Regions from separate parts of the Mus musculus genome. Here regions 1, 2, 4, 5 and 6 are each linked to region 3. The links are chromatin contacts, called in public HiChIP or PLAC-seq and promoter capture Hi-C maps. All regions are on one chromosome and are shown on one strand. Each heading gives the region's core, a stretch centred on a gene start, on an enhancer-like site or on the middle of the called end of the contact. The rest is flanking DNA. Distances are from core to core; before and after follow the strand shown.

What was found. Promoter capture Hi-C pulls out the DNA fragments that hold promoters and counts their contacts. HiChIP or PLAC-seq counts read pairs in DNA pulled down with a chosen protein or histone mark.
Region 1: a promoter capture Hi-C map of pre-B cells shows a contact between it and region 3, with 3 times the contacts expected there. The contact joins the promoter of Gnl2 here to the promoter of Utp11 in region 3. A contact is called at or near these places in 3 of 39 promoter capture datasets (erythroid cells, hematopoietic stem and progenitor cells and pre-B cells), 2 of 484 Hi-C or Micro-C datasets (the G1E-ER4 cell line and natural killer cells), 1 of 115 datasets of contacts at active chromatin or transcription factors (extraembryonic endoderm stem cells) and 2 of 9 other capture datasets (adipose tissue and liver).
Region 2: a contact with region 3 is called in an H3K4me3 HiChIP or PLAC-seq map of stem cell-derived neural progenitor cells, with 20 read pairs. The contact joins the enhancer-like site here to the promoter of Utp11 in region 3. A contact is called at or near these places in 8 of 39 promoter capture datasets (cranial neural crest, embryonic stem cells, hippocampal neurons and 3 more) and 6 of 115 datasets of contacts at active chromatin or transcription factors (embryonic basal ganglia, embryonic hindbrain, embryonic stem cells and 3 more).
Region 4: a promoter capture Hi-C map of hematopoietic stem and progenitor cells shows a contact between it and region 3. The contact joins the promoter of Meaf6 here to the promoter of Utp11 in region 3. A contact is called at or near these places in 6 of 39 promoter capture datasets (the C10 cell line, the HPC-7 cell line, erythroid cells and 3 more), 1 of 15 datasets of contacts at CTCF or cohesin (the NIH/3T3 cell line), 4 of 484 Hi-C or Micro-C datasets (CD4 T cells, CD8 T cells, the G1E-ER4 cell line and 1 more), 6 of 115 datasets of contacts at active chromatin or transcription factors (bone marrow-derived dendritic cells, bone marrow-derived macrophages, effector CD8 T cells and 3 more) and 2 of 9 other capture datasets (adipose tissue and liver).
Region 5: a contact with region 3 is called in an H3K4me3 HiChIP or PLAC-seq map of embryonic hindbrain, with 5 times the contacts expected there. The contact joins the enhancer-like site here to the promoter of Utp11 in region 3. A contact is called at or near these places in 10 of 39 promoter capture datasets (the 3T3-L1 cell line, cranial neural crest, embryonic stem cells and 6 more), 1 of 484 Hi-C or Micro-C datasets (the C2C12 cell line) and 8 of 115 datasets of contacts at active chromatin or transcription factors (T-cell acute lymphoblastic leukemia, bone marrow-derived macrophages, embryonic basal ganglia and 5 more).
Region 6: a promoter capture Hi-C map of hippocampal neurons shows a contact between it and region 3, with 6 times the contacts expected there. The contact joins the enhancer-like site here to the promoter of Utp11 in region 3. A contact is called at or near these places in 8 of 39 promoter capture datasets (the 3T3-L1 cell line, cranial neural crest, embryonic stem cells and 5 more) and 11 of 115 datasets of contacts at active chromatin or transcription factors (astrocytes, embryonic basal ganglia, embryonic forebrain and 7 more).

Annotation. Positions count from the first base shown.
Region 1 is chr4:125,028,756-125,031,526 of GRCm38.p6, reverse strand. Gnl2 (guanine nucleotide binding protein-like 2 (nucleolar)) reads right to left here and starts at 1,513. Exons shown (of 16, transcript NM_145552.2): 1 at 1,333-1,513. The coding sequence starts at 1,396.
Region 2 is chr4:124,275,730-124,278,593 of GRCm38.p6, reverse strand. No RefSeq gene overlaps it. Among named protein-coding and RNA genes, the nearest start is that of Gm40242, 4.8 kb to the right of the region's middle. Within about 2 kb of position 1,528, at least 51 of the 459 cell types and tissues checked have an H3K27ac peak or open chromatin away from gene starts, as enhancers often do. A contact at or near this core is called in stem cell-derived neural progenitor cells, where this site is marked.
Region 3 is chr4:124,692,243-124,695,310 of GRCm38.p6, reverse strand. It overlaps Utp11 (UTP11 small subunit processome component), which reads left to right and starts at 1,757. Exons shown (of 8, transcript NM_026031.3): 1 at 1,757-1,871. The coding sequence starts at 1,809.
Region 4 is chr4:125,083,620-125,086,495 of GRCm38.p6, reverse strand. Meaf6 (MYST/Esa1-associated factor 6) reads right to left here and starts at 1,335. Exons shown (of 8, transcript NM_001374123.1): 1 at 1,230-1,335; 2 at 236-351. The coding sequence starts at 1,319.
Region 5 is chr4:124,243,865-124,246,892 of GRCm38.p6, reverse strand. No RefSeq gene overlaps it. Among named protein-coding and RNA genes, the nearest start is that of Gm40242, 27 kb to the left of the region's middle. Within about 2 kb of position 1,637, at least 2 of the 459 cell types and tissues checked have an H3K27ac peak or open chromatin away from gene starts, as enhancers often do.
Region 6 is chr4:124,197,778-124,200,878 of GRCm38.p6, reverse strand. No RefSeq gene overlaps it. Among named protein-coding and RNA genes, the nearest start is that of Gm40242, 73 kb to the left of the region's middle. Within about 2 kb of position 1,333, at least 17 of the 459 cell types and tissues checked have an H3K27ac peak or open chromatin away from gene starts, as enhancers often do. A contact at or near this core is called in hippocampal neurons, where this site is marked.

The DNA of each region.
Region 1 (2,771 bases), core at 264-2,763, 340 kb before region 3:
GTCCCCTGCAAGAACAGCCAGCGTTCTTAACCCCTGAGCCATCTCTCCAGCCCCTCCCACTCTAAATTTTAAGAGAGAACCCAAAATCAAACTAAACCCCTGGAGGGCTCTCCTGAGAAGTCGGCCCACACACATCTGGCTACCTATCCTTTTCCTGAGTCCCTCTTCCTACCAACCCTCAAGGTTTCCGTCTACATTTTTCAGCTGTTGATAAACTTAACCCCTGCTTAGAAACATCATCACACTAATCACCAACCAATCCCAAGTGAATCTTCCAAATGCATGGTATTATGTGACTTAATACAGTTATAAAAGATCACAAAGTAACGCAGCAACTTTCCTGCATGTTCTCCTTTAGTACTGCTACATACACAGTACTAAACATTATACGGATATATGTGGGTAGATGCCTTGAAGGCCAGAGGTATCAGATTCCCCTTGGAGTTGAACTTCCAGGTAGGTGAGAGCTGATTGAACTGGAATTGAACTCTGGTCCTCCTGCAACAGCAGTACGAGTGAGCTCTTATTCTCCCCATGTTCTCTCCAGTCTCTGAGTGTTTTCATCATTTTTTTAAAAAAATCTAATCAAAACCCTAATTATGCAAATTACAAGGAGATACAGAAGTCAGCTATCCTTGCAGCCTTACGGAGACAAGAGTATACCTAATTTTTCCCCCCACCAGTTTGAGACAGTCTCACTATGCAGACCAGGCTGGCCTCGAATTCACAAGAGATCTGTCTGTCCTGCCTTCCCAGTATTGGGAACTACAGGGATGCGTCACCAAGCCCCTCTATGACTAACCCATATTTAAACACAGTTTTAGTAGCTAAATCAAAGTGGGAGGGACTCCTCGAAAGCCTGTTTTGTTTGCCCTGTAGATGGGAATTTCTCGTATCTCAAAACCACCTCTATTGAAATCACTATATTTACCTGAAGTGTTGCTTATGCATGGTCTGATTCCACGGTCAAAGCTAAGGTGGCACGAATGCTATGGTTAAGGGTAAAATGCCACCTGGGCCAACCTACTCCACTCTGTGTCTTCAGTCTGTACCCTGTAGTCCAGATAGCCACTAACTCGTGATCCCCTCTGCCTCAGCTTCCTAAGTGCTGGGATGACAGGCATGTGCCAGGACTCCAGGACCCTAGCCCACTTTTAACTTGCCTTTCTCTACACCTCCTCCTGAGAGGCCTCGGGGCTGCCAGAGGCTGGCGTGACTCATCCCCCAACTTTAGAGCAGGTGCCTAGACCTCGGGTCCGCCGCCCAGGCCGGAACGGGCCTTCCTCCGTCCCCGACGGCTCCTGCGGCCTGGTCCCGCCCGGTCCGCCGTACCTGGGTTGGTGCTGGCCGCCGAGCGGTTGATGGTGCTCCGTCCTTTGTACTTGGGCTTCACCATCCTGACGACAGTACCGACACCGCTCTGCTACTCGCGAGGTAAACCACTTCACGACTTCCCAGCCGGGAAAGCGTCCTGTGTGAAGCACGTTGGACCCTGAACACGCGCGACGTCACTTCCGCTCGCGCTACGCGACTTCCTGAGAGCGCGCGGCGCTTGCCTAAGGCTGACCCGGCTCCGCCTCTGTCCTGCTCCCGCCTCCCCCGGGTCTAGCAACCGTCAAGCGTCCCTTCCATAGCAACGTCCAGGGCACCGGGCAGTCCTGGGTTTAGTGAGAAAAAGAGAGAAAGAGAAAAAGAGAGAAGCCTGTTCTCGGCCCAGTGCATGAGCTGATGGGAATTTGCCCTCTGAACCTTTCTAAAAGTGTTCCAGCAAGAGCGGGCAAATATCAGAACAGGTCATACCTGCCTTTAAATTTTAGGCTGGAGTAGAGCAGTTTTTAGTAACAACAGACTTTGGATTCAAGCCTCAGCTTGAAAGAAAGAGAGAGAGACAGAGAGACAGAGAGAGAGACAGAGAGAGAGAGAGAGAGAGAGAGAGAGAGACAGAGAGAGAGAGAGAGAGAGATTTTAAATTCTCCAATGGTTTATTATCGCAAAGAGAGACAGATTCAAACTCCTTCCAATCCCTACAAAACTTGTGATCTGGCTCCGTTCCTCTGACCTCATTTCTCCCTCTTCTGACATTTACACTGAATGTTGCTCTGTTTGATCACACATTCCCTGAATCGGCATCGCTGGTTCCTTCTGGTCAGTTCCTGCTCAAATATCCTCTATCCATAGGATTGCAAACACTAGCAAATTCATCAGCATGGTGACACACACCTATAATACCAATGCTCAAAAGGCAGAGGAAGGAGTTCCAGACTTGTCCACATTATATAGCATGACTTGTCTCCAAGAAGGTGGAGGAGTAGGAGTAGGAGCAGGAGGAGGGGGAGGAGGAGGAGGAGGGGGAAGCAGGAGGGGGGGAGGAGAACATCAAGAAAAAAAATACAAGACAGTGAAATTTGAATTTCAGGTTAAAAATAAATAAACACACTTTCTAGCTTATATTCCAATCATCGTTTAGGATAACTTAAAGGATCTAAGGAAACATGATATACTTGAGAGGCTAAGGCAGGAGGATTGTCACAAGTTCAAATCCAGCTTGAGCTACATAGAGAGACCCTACACCAAAAGATTTTTTTCACTGTTCACTTGTTTTTAAATGGAACTACATTCTCTTGATCTATCTGGCAGCAGCTCCTTTGGCAGAAGTATTTGCTGAGTTACTGATTTAAGTCAGCCACTCTCTTCCTGTTATTCCATCCCACCTCACTTCACGGCACATGCCACTACCCGAAATGACTCTGTTCACAAGAGCATTGGCTGCT
Region 2 (2,864 bases), core at 279-2,778, 420 kb after region 3:
TCTCTCTCTCTCTCTCTCTCTCTCTCTCTCTCTCTCTCTCTCTCTCTCTCTCTCTCTCTCTCTCTCTCTCTCTCTCTCTCTCTCTCCCTCTCCCTCCCTCCCTCTCTCCCTCCCTCCCTCCCTTCCTCTCCCCTTCCTCCCTACGTCTCTCTTCCTTCCCTACATCCATCCGTCCATCTGTCTGTCTGTTTCTGCCTACTTTCCCTTTATCCTAACTCTAAGCTCAGTTGCAGAGAACCCTTGGGGGAAACTCCAGCTGGCCACGCACCAGAAATAATGGATGAGAAAGGGGTCCCAGTGGTCCACCAGTTCCAAGACCCCACGGTGGGCTCCTCTCTTCCTCCCTTTCTCCTGACATTTCGCTACCAAGGATCCCCCACGGCTGTAGGCTCCTGTGTTTTCGTATTTCTCACTGCGGCTGGGCTCTTTCTGAGTCCTCCCTCCCCACCCCAGGTTTGTCTCTGTGGATCCTACAGAGCTGATCCTTGGCAAGGCTGTCAACGCTCCCCGGCACAATATTAGCAATTTAAATGCCTCTTTGCCAGGCCTGATGGAGCTGATTCGGTTGTGATCCTGGGCATATGGATGGCATATTTGCCGCGAGCTAGGTGAGACGCGTCCCAGAAGGACCGCCGCCAGCCCCCCCGCAGCCGCTTCCCCACCCGCTCGCTCCCGGCGGCCGGAGCCAGCGGTCCCTGCTGCCCACTTTGTCTCCACCGGGGGCCCCCGCTGCTGGGGGACAAATCTTTCATTCATGAACGGGAGCTTGTTAGGCCAACTCCGGACTCTAAAGCCACTTAATTAAATTGTGGAAAGTTGCTTGGCCCCGGTGGGAAATTTGCACACAAAGGCACCGGGGTCGGGGCGCTCCCTCCAGCCGGGAGCCACACAACAAAAACGGGCTACACCGCGCGCTCGCGGCCCCCAGCTCTGCACCCCGGCTCCCCTGCCTCCCCCCGCCCCCCGCCACTGCTACGCCTGCAAAAGCGGAGCCCCTCATTACAGGGCGTTTGTTAGGGCATGTTTTCCCAGCGATTCACTGACGGGCCTTTCTTTCCTTCCTCGGCAATCAAGGGCGGCAAGTGGAGGCTGAGAGTCCTCCATGGCCTGATTGCTGAATTTCCAAAGGGAAGAGTGTAAACAGGTACATTGAAAAAGGCTCTTTTGAACAATTATGTAAACATTCCAAACACTATTTGAAAACTTTCACAGTGGAACCGTCACGTGGGGCATTCTTGTTTAATTGTGCGGGGACAATGCTTGCTGGCTGGCTACCCCAGCTGTCTGCAAGACCCTGCGAGGAGACCGCCATGGGTGTTCCGGCTCCCCTGGCCTTACAGAAGCCTGCCCTCGGAGCAGAGGCCCGTCCTCTTTCTTCTGCCCGGGTTTCTTCGGGATCTAGTCCAGTGTTCTGCCCATGGGGTGGGCTGGAAATTCTCGACGCAAGTTGCCTGTAGATGCTCAGTGAAAACTTCTATGCAGAGCAGGCTTTTCTTCAAAGCATTAAAGATACCAAGCAACATTGTTGGCAAGATTCCCCTCCCCATGGGAACGCCCCTGGCTCAACGTTCCCGCCTCTCCTATTCTGTCTCTAGTTTGCTCTCTCTTCTGCCTTTGTTTCCATGTGGCTTGGAGTCTCATGATTCGTTAACTGATTATGTTGCTGGAAGTTGGAAGAATTTAAGTGCCACACGCATATTGCTTCATCTCTTACTTTCTGGGGACACCAGGGTTGCGGCGGCTTCTCATGCATACTTTTTAATCATTTTATATCCAGTCTCCCAGCGTTTGGGATCCATCCAGCCCACAGCTACTGTGTCTCCAGCTTTGCAGGGAATGCCTGGGCGAGCACTGTCAATCTGGAGACTGGGGCACAGCTTGTTCAGTTTTTGTTTCCTAAAGTCTAGTTCTTAAATGCTAGGGAGTAAAGGGATGGGAGTGGCGGGGGGGGGGGTCCTAAATGTTTAACGAGAAGGCATATTACACATATGAGGATCATGGAGACATAGAAGATGTTTATAACAATAAAGTTTTTTAAAAAAGGAAAGGAAGAAAGAAAAAGAAAAAAAAATCAAGCCATAAAATTCTATCTTCACTGTAGCAGCCAGACCAAGAAACACCCAAATTTGCCAAAGGATGGGAAAGGACCAAGTAGGGCCGGGCGTGGGTGGTGGCATATGCCTTTAATCCTAGCACTTGGGAGGCAGAGGCAGGCTGATTTCTGAGTTCGAGGCCAGCCTGGTCTACAGAGTGAGTTCCAGGACAGCCAGGGCTACACAGAGAAACCCTGTCTTGAAAAAAAAGAAAGAGAGAAAGAAAGAAAGAAAGAAAGAAAGAAAGAAAGAAAGAAAGAAAGAAAGAAAGAAAGGAAGGAAGGAAGGAAGGAAGGAAGGAAGGAAGGAAGGAAGGAAGGAAGAAAGGAAGGAAGAAAGGACCAAAAGGACCAAGTAGAAATGAAAACACTTTTTCCGGAGAATGGGAGTCTTTAATGTCCATGTATTGCCTTGTCAAGGCAAGGTTTAAAAATACTGGAAAACGCCTCTGTGCACAGGTGGTTAGATATAAAAGCCACCCCAATAGCCTGCAGAGAGTCATCCACCCCGGCCCGCAGCACCGACTATCCATGCACAGGATTGGGACCAGAGCTTCCGAGCAAATTCCTCCAGTGTAAAGAGAAGTCGAGGCTTATCTGTGTGTGGAGTCCCTAGGAGGCAAGCACAGAACCACAACTACAAGATGAGTCAGAAATGAGGTCGACAGAAAGAGCCATGCTCAATAGGGTCATTTGAAGAGCAGGGGCCAGAAGGGAAAGTTCTTTTTTTTTCCCTCTCACAGGACTCCCTGAATACGTGGGTCTCAGAATA
Region 3 (3,068 bases), core at 508-3,007:
ATCAAGTGTAGAGGCAGGAAAGAGACTTTTTGTACTGTGACCTTTTTCATATCCACTTGTCCCCTGGACTCTCTGAAGAGGGCTTCCATGTGTTCTTCAGTAGGAGAGACTTTACCAGGGTCAGGTAAAATGGATGCAATTAAAGAGTCTGGAAGCCTGTGTCGTGGTACATGTCTTTAATCCCAGCACTTGGCAAGTGGATGTCTGTGAATTCGAGGCCAGCCTGGTCTACATTGTGACTTCTAGGACAGCTAGGACTACATTGTGACATCCTGTCTCAATAAAACAAAAACAACAAGGAGCTGGCTGAAGATTAGTCTCCCATAGTGGAAAAGATTCCAAATGCCAACAGATGAAAACATACGGGGGTGGGGTGGGGGTGGGGGTGGAGGGTGGCAGGCATGGGGGGGGGGAGAGCACAAACAAACCCAAACATTGCTGTGATGCTTGGCTGGGTCCAACTCTCTCTTGTGCTACTTAAAGGTAGCTTTAGTGGTGACAAAAATAACAGGATGGCTGGGCACACTGTCACACACTTGTAATCCCAGCTCTTTGCAGACGCAAGAGATCACTGTGAATCTGAGGCCAGCTTGATCTATGAGTGTCAGTGCAGCCAGGCCTACATAGCTAGACACTGCCTCAAAACATCAAACCTAATCAGACTAAGTCAACCCCAATAAAACAAACTAACAAAACAAAACAAAACAAAAACAGAAACAAATCAATTTTATTGTGAACCTGCTAACAAGTAAACCCAACATTAAGCACTGAAAACATATGTCTTTTAAACCTCAAAATCCTGAGGGTATAGTATTATTTTATTATTTTACAACTAGATGTGGATACCAAGCCTCAGCAAAACTAACTTTCCTTGGTTAAGAGCAGAGCTGGCACCAGAACACTCCCTCCACAGTTCGCGGCTCTCTATCCATCACATTAACTACCTTATGTTAAGTCGGCCAGCTAGACGCACAACTTTGATGGCTGTGAAGGACTCGGAACTTTATTGCTATTAGATGATTCTTTTCTACTCTGCTTATAGATACAGTTCTGCCACTCAGAGCCCTTGATACTCCTATGAGCAAGACCAGTCTGCTATTATTATGTTCGTTTTATGGGTGAGAAAAATGATGCTCTTTAAAGTCAAGCAATCAGCTCAGAGCCACGCAGCCAGAAGTCAGCTGAGGAGCCAAATATGGTTTTAAAGTACTCTTTCTAGTATACTGTAAGATTCACATTATTTCTAGTTTTTGGTTTGTTTGTTTTTGTTTTGTTTTTAGACTGCGATTTATTTTACTATGTAGCCCTGGCTGGCCTGGCAATCACTATGTAAGACCAGGTTAGCCTTGAACTTACAGAAAATTGCCAGCTTCTACCTCCAGAGAGCTGGGGTTAAAGGTGTGAGCCACGTTCTAGTTCTACTTAGAATCTTAACCCACACCAAGTCTCAGGTGACAGCACATGCGCACACGCAAGCCGAGCGTAGCCAGAGAGCAGTGCCAGCCATGTGTTCCCAGATGCCAACGTGCGGCCTGGAGCGAAGTCTAGGTCTCTGGACCAGTGGACGTTCTCTGCGAACCGAGAGCTGTGAAAGAATCCCAAGACTCTAGCTTTGGAAACTACATCTCCCAGAACCCTCCGATTCAGGCCGCTTGAGAGGGGCTGTATTTCCGGTAAAGCAGGCTTCTGATAGGCTGCATTGCAAGCCGCGTCTTGGGCCTGCTTCCGGTGTCTTGGCGGACGCGGCGGGGTGGGTAGTGCTGTCGTGGTGGTGGAGTTTGCTGAGCATTTCCTAGACCTCAGTAGGCATGTCGGCGGCTTTTCGCAAGGCAGCCAAGACCCGGCAGCGGGAACACCGAGAACGAAGCCAGGTAGGCCCTCGCAAGCCTCAGGGGCGCCTGCAGTGGCCCCCGCCCCCTCGCTGTCCCTGCATCCGGATACGGGACAGCGCATCTGCCTTCAGTCAATACCCAACACATGGGGCCTGACCCCAGCGTGCCTTGTCGGGGAGACCCAGGGACAGGGTAGGAGGATTGTCATTCTCTACGGTAGAGGGTCAGTGGGTAATTGAGTGAGGCAGGGTGTGCTAGAGGCCTTTCCCTGGGAACTTGAGACCAAAGTCAAAGGAATGTAACCGAGTGACCAGCGACAGTAGGCGCCTCACAACCGACGCATGCCCGGGTGTTCCTAAACTGGGCCCAACTTTTGGCATGGGATTTGCGGTTCGTGTAGATCTGTCATATGCTTCCCCCTAAAATCGTGGCACTTTCCTTATCCCTTCTGGAGAATGTCTTGACCATTTACAAACTTTGCTGGACCTCATAGCCCAGGTCTATAATGGCATCTACCCAAGAGGCCAAGGCAGAAGGATCCCAAAATCGGGGCCTGTCTGGGTCACTTAGACCTGACTCAAAAATCTAAAAAAATTCTAGACATAGGCCTCAATGGTGAACTGCTTGCCTAGCAAGTAAGGGCAGTAGGCGTAGTCCTTGGTAAGAAGAAAAAAAGGAGGGAAGTGGGGAGTTCCCCCACTTAATTTAGTTAGAATAAATAGGTGTGGATTTACTCAGGAGAATGTGTTAGGGTTTGGATATGCAATACAAATAAAGATGTATGCAGAATCACTTTATCCACTTTGCCATTCTCAGAAATTACATCATAACTGGTTCAAACAAGCTTTTAACAAGCCTTGGAGAGAGGGCTTAGCCGTTAAGAGTACTCGGCTGCTCTCTCAGAGTTCAAATCCTAGCACTCACATTGTGGGTTCACAAATAGCTTTAACTCCACTCTAGGAATTCCACCACCCCCTCTGGCCTCCATAGGCCCTGCACTCACATTCATTCATATTCTTTATCTCTCTCTCTCTCACACACACACTAACTTTTTTTTTTTTTTTTTTGGTTTTTCGAGACAGGGTTTCTCTGTATAGCCCTGGCTGTCCTGGAACTCACTTTGTAGACCAGGCTGGCCTCGAACTCAGAAATCCGCCTGTCTCTGCCTCCCAAGTGCTGGGATTAAAGGTGTGCGCCGCCACCACTGCCCGGCCACACTAACATTTTTTAAATTAA
Region 4 (2,876 bases), core at 86-2,585, 390 kb before region 3:
TCAAAACAAAAATCCTGCAGCCAAATATTAGTAGAGGATAAAATGGAGAGATACTATTAGATTTTTTTTTCTTCCAGACAGGGTTTCTCTGTATAGCCCTGGCTGTCCTGGAACTTACTCTGTTGACCAGGCTGGCCTCGAACTCAGAAATCTACCTGCCTCTGCTTCCCAAGTGCTGGGATTAAAGGCGTGCACCACCAGTGCTCAGCTAATACTACTAGATTTTGACACTCACTTTTGATTGGTCAAATACCGATCCCAGCCACGGATAATATTGCCATACATCTGAGTGTCTTCCAGGTAGCTTCCTTCAAAAGCATATATCTGTCTCTCCAAGTTTGCAAGTGTTTCCTAGGTGATGAAAACAGGGACAGGGAAAAACAAGCATTAAGCAAACTGAAATTCCGTCACAGACTTGTAAAGTCAAGCTTACCCACAATGAACCATTTCTGTGGAAGTGTAGGGGTGATGGACCCCTTTATAAATAGAATGAAATGTATAGTCTATCCTCAGAAAATGCACACACATGCAAGATTTTGCATCTACTTCAGAGGCAAAACCTAGCTGTCACGAGCAGGGATGAGACAGACCGTGAGCTGTCTCCATTCTCACTCACTAAATGTGTTGCTACCAGCAGCGAGAAGGGTGAACAGCTTTTCAAAAGCATCTCTTCTACATCAACTGCTTCCTCCCTGCTAGCTCTGGAAGGGCCGCCCGCAGTGGATGCCGGTTGCTATGGAAACCTGGAAGGGCAGCTTCAGGTGAGCTTTGCCTCCCGGATGCTCGCCGTAAAAGGCGGGAGCCTACAGGGCAGTCAGCAGGGTGCCGGCGGCTCCTGGTGCGCGTCACCAATCCAAATTCCCTAGGCTGCGTCTTGGGTCTCCCGCCAGCCCCGTTCCTTGGCATCCTCAAATACACCACATTCCCCGGCCATTGAAACGCGCCGCCCATGGAATCCATCGTGCATCTTCTCCAGGCCGGGGTCTAGCCGCCTCCTTTCCAACCGCTAACCCGACCTGAGCGTCGTCCCCGCCTCCTGCCTCTCGCCCTTCCCGCGCCCTCACCGCCCCGCCCCGCCCCACTGAGCGCAGGCCGGGAACCGCGCCGCCGCAGGGAACCGCGCCGCGCCCGGCCGCCCAGAGCGCCCAGACCCTGGCTGCCCGCCGTCCTCGCCTCCGGAGCTGCCTGCGAGGCCAAGTGGGGACGGCGTCCAGGCCTCGGCCACTCACCGCCAGCTCCTGCTTCCGCTTAACCAGCTCGGCCAGCTCCCGCCGGGTGTCTGGGATCTGCGGCGGCGCCGTCTTGTTGTGCATCGCCATGTTGGGCTCAAGCGGCGGCGGAGGCGGCGGCGCGCGACCAGTAGGCGGACCCTGCGCACTGTCGCCGCTGGCCGCCAGGGGGCGCGACCCCCCACACCGCGCCTGCGCGCGCGGCTTCCGGGGAAGCTGGCCGGCTCAGCGCGCGAAAGCCGGCGCGGAGAGGCGCTTGTACGTGTGGGACCTTCCTTGCTGCTCCACTGTGGGCCTCTGAGCTTAACAGACACCCACAGACATTCACTACATCGAGAACCCAGCTGCAGCATAGGCCTGTTGAGTATTCCATATGTCTCCCGGCAGACGAGGTCCTTGCAACACCACCCAACTGCAGGTGGAAAACCTGAGCAAGGTTCCGCCCACCAACCGGGTTGCAGAGAAGATCCCCAAACCAACATCTTGCTGGGTTTAGCACAGGCAAGCAGATCTCCTGTTGTACGTGGTTTGCCGGAGGGGAAGGATTATGAAAGAATTAGCTTCTATCTTCAGATCCAGAACTGTATCCAGGCTGGTATTGAACAGAAACAGACCGTGAGTTTATCGTCCTGCCTCTGCCTTCCCACTGCTGGGATTCCATGTGTTGAGCATGCCCGCTGTTAATAGGTGCTGGGGATGGATCTCAGGACAGACGAAGCAAGCACTCTACAGGTACACCCTGAGCCCACCTCTGCATTCTCAGTGCTCAGCAACGTCACTCGTAGTTTAGGTGGCGTTCTTTGCCCCCATGGGTGGATGTCCTTGGGTTTCTATGCCCTAGATGTATATTGTTCAACAGGTATGAGAAATTCTCAATTTTCTAAAACTCCTCTTGCCTAATTTTCTCTCTCACAAACCTCTTCACTAATCTCTTGTTCCTCTCCAGTAGTACATGCCTATAATTCTAGCACCCAAGAGGCCGCGGTAAAAGAAGCAGGAAGGTCAAGGTACTACATAGTATTTGGGCCAGTAAGACTATATAAGACAGTTTCACCACCACCCCCCAAAAAAGAAAGTCAAGGCTGTAGATGAAACTCAGTTGGTAAAATATCTGCCTAAGCCCAAGCTTGCACAAATCCCTGAATTTGAGTCTAGCATCTCTTCCTTTCCTGCCAGCCTGGCCCACAGAAGAACCTCCCAGGGCCAGGCATGGTGGCACATGTCTTTATTCCCAGCACTCAGGGGACTCGAAGACAGACAGGACAGCTGTTTTGAGGGGGAAAAAATCAAGATGAGCCTCAACTACACAGAGAATTTGAGGCTAGCCTAGGCTCAAAAAAATAACAATCAGACCTTGGAAATTTTCTTTTTATGTCTATGAGTGTTTTGCCTGCATGTATGTCTCTGTACCATATGCATGCAATTCCCAAGAAGACCAGAAGACATCAGATCCTCCTGGGACTGGAGGAATAGTTGTAAGCTGCCATGTGGGTGCTGGAGATTGAACCAGGGTCCTGGGGGAGAGCTCTGATCCATCCTCTCTCCAGCTTTTCCCCCTGCCCCGTTTTAATGACTGAGTCCCAATTTGAGATGCCCATATATTTATAGGTGTGAGATCATCCAATGGAAAGTGATCAACCTACCAGG
Region 5 (3,028 bases), core at 388-2,887, 450 kb after region 3:
TCAATATGAGAGTCCCAAGGTCCCCTGGGAGCTTGTGAGTCGGGTAGAATATGGGACATCTGTTAATTTTTTGAGAGTAGTGGCAAAATGCTGCTACTGGTAGGTTAGAACCATAAAAATAATACATACATACATACGTAGGTACGTACATACGTACTTACTTACTTAAGCAACATAAGCAAGCGAGCAAAAATTTTCTTACTTTGTTGGAAACCTGAAGTCTGAAATCACAATGTAGCCAGGACCACATGGCCTCCAAGGCTCTACAAGAGAATTCTTGCTCATCTCTTCCAGTTGTAGGAACCTGAGCTTGAGGTTGTGGTACTCAGCTCCTCACCTTCTTCTCCTGTGGCCTCTGCTTCTCTTCCTGTGTGTGTCTCCTTCCTGTGCTCTTTCGGTTTTTTATTCTTGACAGTTTTATACAGGTATGTATGTAATGTCTTGTGACCACAGTTCCCCTGCCCCATTGCTCTTCCATGCTCTTCCACTCCTGATCCTCTTCTTTCATACTGGTCCCTCTCCAACGTCTATGTCTCTTTTCTCTTCTGCTCTAGTGCTAACGCTCAGTTGCTGTGTGTGTTCATGAGTGCAATGGGAATATCATATTCACAACAGAGCATTTCATAGCACTCCATCCTCTGGTTCTTTCTGCCCCTCTTCCACTATGCTCCCTGGAGGTGGCATAAATATCTTGTTTAGGGCTAAGAACTCAACAGTCATGTCGTCTTAGCATTTTGGTCATTTGTGTGTGTGTGTGTGTGTGTGTGTGTGTGTGTCACTTGCTGCAAAAAGAAGTTTCTATGAGCAATATTGGACACAGTGCTAATCTGTGGGTATGGACACAAATATTTGGAAGCCAGTTTGACTACACATCTATTTAGAAAAACATCAATAGTAGTTACTCTTTCAGGTCTGTGACCTCCCCAGCCATAGCCTCCTGACCAGGTTTACAGTACTAGGCTGTAGGGAGTGGTTCCGATGTTCTGATTGGGAATGTACGCTGAAGGTCCTGTTCACCAATTGGCTCTTGAACAATCAATAAAGATGCTAGCAGCTAATGGCTTGGCAAAAGAGGCAGGACTTCCAGTTTCCCCGCAGGCAGGCTAGCAGAGCAGGAGAAAAGATTCACCATGCTTCAGAGGAAGAGTCACCAGCCACGTGAGAGGTCAGGCAGAGTAGCCATTGACAGAGCCTACACTCTACCCTAGGCACGTGTTCCTGTCTGTGGAACAGGCAGGCCTATAATCAAATCAGAAAGTGGTTGGTTACCCCACCTGCACCTCCAACAGTCAGCCACTATTGCACACGTGGGTATAACTTGCTTGGCAGGTCAGTATTGCAGTACATAGGGTCTGCAGATGGATAAGATCACTGGTGGACTTTCTCCCCCAACAGACCACATAGCATCTTCCAGCATTATAAACACTAGCTGGCATCCTCCTTGTATTCTTGTCATTGGCTTAGGGTATACCAAGAAAAAAACCAAGATGATTTCATGTCAAGATCCTTAATTACAACTTCAGAGTCCATCCTGTTCCCCCCCACCCCTTTCCATTAAGGTCACATTCAGATATCGGATGTTGATATATGTGGAGGAAAAGTGCCATTTACCATTCCAGAAGTTTGGCCGGCAAGTCCCCACTGTCTGAGAGTTCTGTTCACGGATGCCTGCCTACTCCAATGCTACACCTGGACTGAGAGCAACAGAGGCACAGGCAAAGCCACTCCGCTTTACTGCTCTGCATTCTGGGAGCTTCCCTTTGTCCATCTGTGTCCAACCTTTTACAATAAGGATTTAATTATAGAAAGCTAAGTTTTCCCTTGCAGCCACAAGATCCCTGGCTGTTTCCACACCAAACTATACAAGCCACATGGCTCTGTACACATTCCAAACGTTTCCAGAAACCACAAGGAGGTAAGTATCTTTATTTCTTCCAGAGCCTGTCTCACCCAGAAGGGCAGATGAGGGTCTCATTATTTGTATGGATGAGAAAGATACATAATTCTAGAAATATTAATTCAAGCCAAAGCTTCATGCTTTTCTTTTTTATGTACAAATTATGCAACATAATTGTTTTACAATGATTAATATTATTTCTGGGCCCTAACAAACACCATTTACAATGCAAATCTCCTCAGGGCTCCAGGAAGGTACTGTAATCAGGGCGAGTGTGATGGCTGCCAGGATGGAGGAGGCTGTGACAGAACCAGTGTGAACCGGTCCTCAGGCGTGAGCTTGAACCCTTCCCAGAAAGCCCAGGAATCTCCGTGGCTTATCCACAACATCCAGCGAGGCTTTCGGAGGTCTCTCAGGACCAGTTGAGCGTGTGTCTCTGAGTTCAATGGCAGTGTCATCAACTTCCACTCTCTTTCCAGAGGCTTCTCTTCAAAGTCACGTGCTTTCGCTCCTAACCAAGAGAAAGGCACATGACTAGGTGGTGGGAAGATGGGAAATCGGAAAATAACAACATGGGAAAATGTGTCAAAAGTACCCATCTGTTCTAATCCATCCCATCATTAATAACAGCACCTCCCCCTACCCAGAGAAGCAAAGCAGGGGCTTCCCGCTGGGCTGTACCCTCCCCCCATTTCTGGGTGTCATCTCCACCAGTCACTCCTGCCATCGATCCGTGCTTTGCTGTCCTTGGATCCCACAGACGTGTGATTAGCACACACTTTGCACTGCACACACACTTCCCGTCCCTCCTACTTCTCACCAGTCAGAAGCCCTCCATGCTCTGCCACCAACTTGTCCTTGTGGCTGCTCTAGCTCACTTGGCTTCCCGCAGGGGCTCCTGGGGCCGCACGCAGGGGCTCCTGGGGCGGCACGCAGAGGCTCCTGGGGCCGCACGCACGCACACAGGAGGAATCACCCCACTCTGCAAACGCATGAAAGGTACAGAATGCATTCTCTGGAAACTCCTGTCACTCTGGGTCAGGAATCCTCCCTACTGCCTCACTCCCATAGTTCTCATGCCCTGTGCTAGAAGTGTGCACAGTCTATGTGAAGTTTGGGAGAGAGATTATA
Region 6 (3,101 bases), core at 84-2,583, 490 kb after region 3:
TAAAAATATTTGCATTTCTGTCCTTTCTCAGGGGACTCTGCCTGTCTCTCTAATAAATGGAGCATGCTCTGCTGCTCCTGCCCACCCTAGAGCAATGCTGAGGGGGGTGTTGGGGGGCCCAGGATGCTGCTATTCTTCTGCATGCCGGTCGTCCAGACAGATCCACCCCTTGTACGCTTCCCTGACCTGTGTGGCATGGTCTGATTCCACTCCCAAGAGCCAGGGCCTGTTCTATGCCCTCCCCCTCATTAAATCAGAAGCCATCAGGCTCCAGAGACAGACTGAGGCAGCTAGCTGCCCAGCTTCCCAGCCCCGGAGTGGGCCCAGGGGGTTGATTAGCATATTGTTGCTGGAGGAGGTGGCAGTAATCCTTTCTCCTATTGACACTAAACAACCTTACCTGAAAGGTCCCCCCACCCCAGCAGATTCTCTCTCTCCCCCCACATCATTGCTCCTGCTTTCTTCCTCTCTCCCTGCTCCTCCTCCTCTCTATCCTTTTAAAGCAGTGCAAAGCTAGGGCTCGCTTCGGGAAGGCTACCCCATCTTTCCCCCATTCCTCACCCCTCACCCCCAAGGAAGGCGTCTTCTTCCTTCCATACAGCTGGGGGGCGCCTGTGCGGCCAGGGCCTCCCTCTGCCTGGAAAGCTGGGAAGCCACCACCGGAATGACAAATCTATGGACAAATTACTGATTTCTCATCTAATTTACATCCAATTAGTGTGAGTGAAATGAATCATGTGGTCAGCCCCTCAGGGGAAACATTGAGATAACAAATGCCCCGGGCTCCTTTCCTGGGAAACTGACGGGCCCTGGGGGAAGTCCGTGATTTACCCCTGGGTCAGAGGCCCCCTCCCTTTCCCCAGGCAGGTTATCCAACCCATAGATCAACCCTGCCCCCCTCCCTGTAGCCCAGACAGGCCCTGTGGGCTCAGGCTAAAGAAAAAAACGGGGTGGTTGAAGATGGAAAGGTGTGCTGAGTTCCCAGTGGAATAGGTCTACTCCAGTAATGAGGGCTCGAAGCAAGTACCAAAGTCGGGGCTGGTGACCTACATGCATAGACACAGGACTCCACCCCGGGATTTCTGGAGGCAGGCAGTCCCAGGCTGTGGTGACCCCAACTGGTATTCATTGCCACTTACCAAATGCTAGCCCCAGTGTTTAGTGCAATATTGGGTTCTTAACCCTCAAGACAATGCACTCTACAAAGCAGGCATTACTGAGAAACCCCATTTTACAGGAAAAGAAACTGAGGTTCAGATAGGGCTTGTTCATAGGTCCTTAGGCCAGACAGCTCAGGCTAGGTCCAGGGCCTCGACCATTGTGCTCTGCTCCATCTGCTACAATGACTTTGCATAGGCAAAAACAGATATCCAGGATGAGAGCAACATCTTTAGTTCCTACCCAAGGTCAAGGAGCCTCTTTTGGCAAACACAATGTCCACCCCAGTGTGTTTTCAGTGCATGAAGCTAAGTCGCTGTAGCCATGGAGGACCTGTGACTTCATGAGGTGGAAGGGACTGAAGGGACGGTCAGTGGTGGATGGTCACTCCCACAGCCTGAGGCAAACCACCAGTCCAAACAAACACCTTTGGGAGCCGGGGCCACCGCTCACGGCTTCACACATGCAAAGCAGCAGATGGAGATTGTGCTGTTTCTGAAACAAGAGAGATGACTTGGGCCAGCATTTGAAGTGGGAAGACAGGGCGAGCGAGCGAGCAGGCGGGGCGGGGCGGGGGCACGGGGTTCGTGTCTGAGCGGCGCAGTAGCTGTATGTTTGGGATGAGTTTGGTCTCCCTGTGTCAACTTGTTTCTCGTCTGCTATTTAAAACCTGGCATATGGATGGGATCTCAGCTCCCAGTACTGGCAGTTCCTAACATTCACAGCGACTAAATAAAAAGGGAATTTTAAAAACCAAATGCAGTTTTACCCCAGAACGAGGCAAAGAGAGAAGTACGAAGAAGTTAATAACTCCTGAACTTGGGCCCAGCCAGCCCTGCAAAGTGGGGCCTTTTCGATGTTGTGTGGGAGGAAAGGGGGTGATGTTTTCTGAATTCCTAAAGCAGGTCTCCTAGTCTGTGCTGGGGTGTCTCCCCTGGGGCTAAGGGCAGAGCCAGTCACCAGGTGGGAAGCCCAGTCCTGCCACTCAATATCTGGGTGTCCTTGGGAAAGTCACATGACCTCTACAAGCTTCCAATACTGTAAAGCAGGCCTGTAATAAGGACCTGGAATATAATGACGCTGCGAAGACGCCACGAGCTAAGGTTTCTAAGACAAGCAACGTGCTGCTAAGCACAGCGAGTACATGTGTGTGTGTGCGTACGTGCGTGCGTGGGGGCGGGACTGGAGTATACTAGGTATTGTCTGCCCATATTATCTGACTCACTAAGGAGCCTTTCCTCCTCTTGTTCTACATTTTTATTTATTTATTTTTGTTTTAAGTGCACGAGTCATTGCATACCGTGTGTGCAAGGGTGGCTGTGGAGGCCAAAGCCTGTCAGATCTGGAACTGGAGCTGCAGATAGCTGTGCGTCTCCTGATCTGTAAAGCAGTGAGTACTCTTGACCTCAGAGCTGACTCTCCAGCCGCCCATCTCTCAAAGTATCGTTTCGGCTTTTGTGGGTTTCATAGATGAAACGAAGGGCTCCGTCCATCGCTTTGCAAGATTTGATCAAGACCTGTGATCTCGGGAACACGAAGAGCCAGAGAAGAGAAGCCCAGGATGGACAGAGAGTGAATATTGAAAAAACAAGGTCTGCTGAGGAGAGAATGCCAGCAGGCAGGAGACCCAGGTCACCAAAGGCAGAGGTGGAACCACAAGGCTCCTACTGGGAGTGACCAGGTAGATAAACTCTTCTCTGGGTCCCTACAGAGAAGAGCCAGGGCTTCCTATGTGCCTAGCACTATCCAACTTCTTTCTCTCTCTCTCTCTCTCTCTCTCTCTCTCTCTCTCTCTCTCTCTCTCTCTCTCTCTCTCCCTTCCTTCCTTCCTTCCTTCCTTCCTTCCTTCCTTCCTTCCTTCCTTCCTTCCTTCTTCCTTCCTTCCTCCTCTCTCTCTCTCCCTCTTTTATAACAAATAGGAGTTCAGAGAAATGAAGACTCAA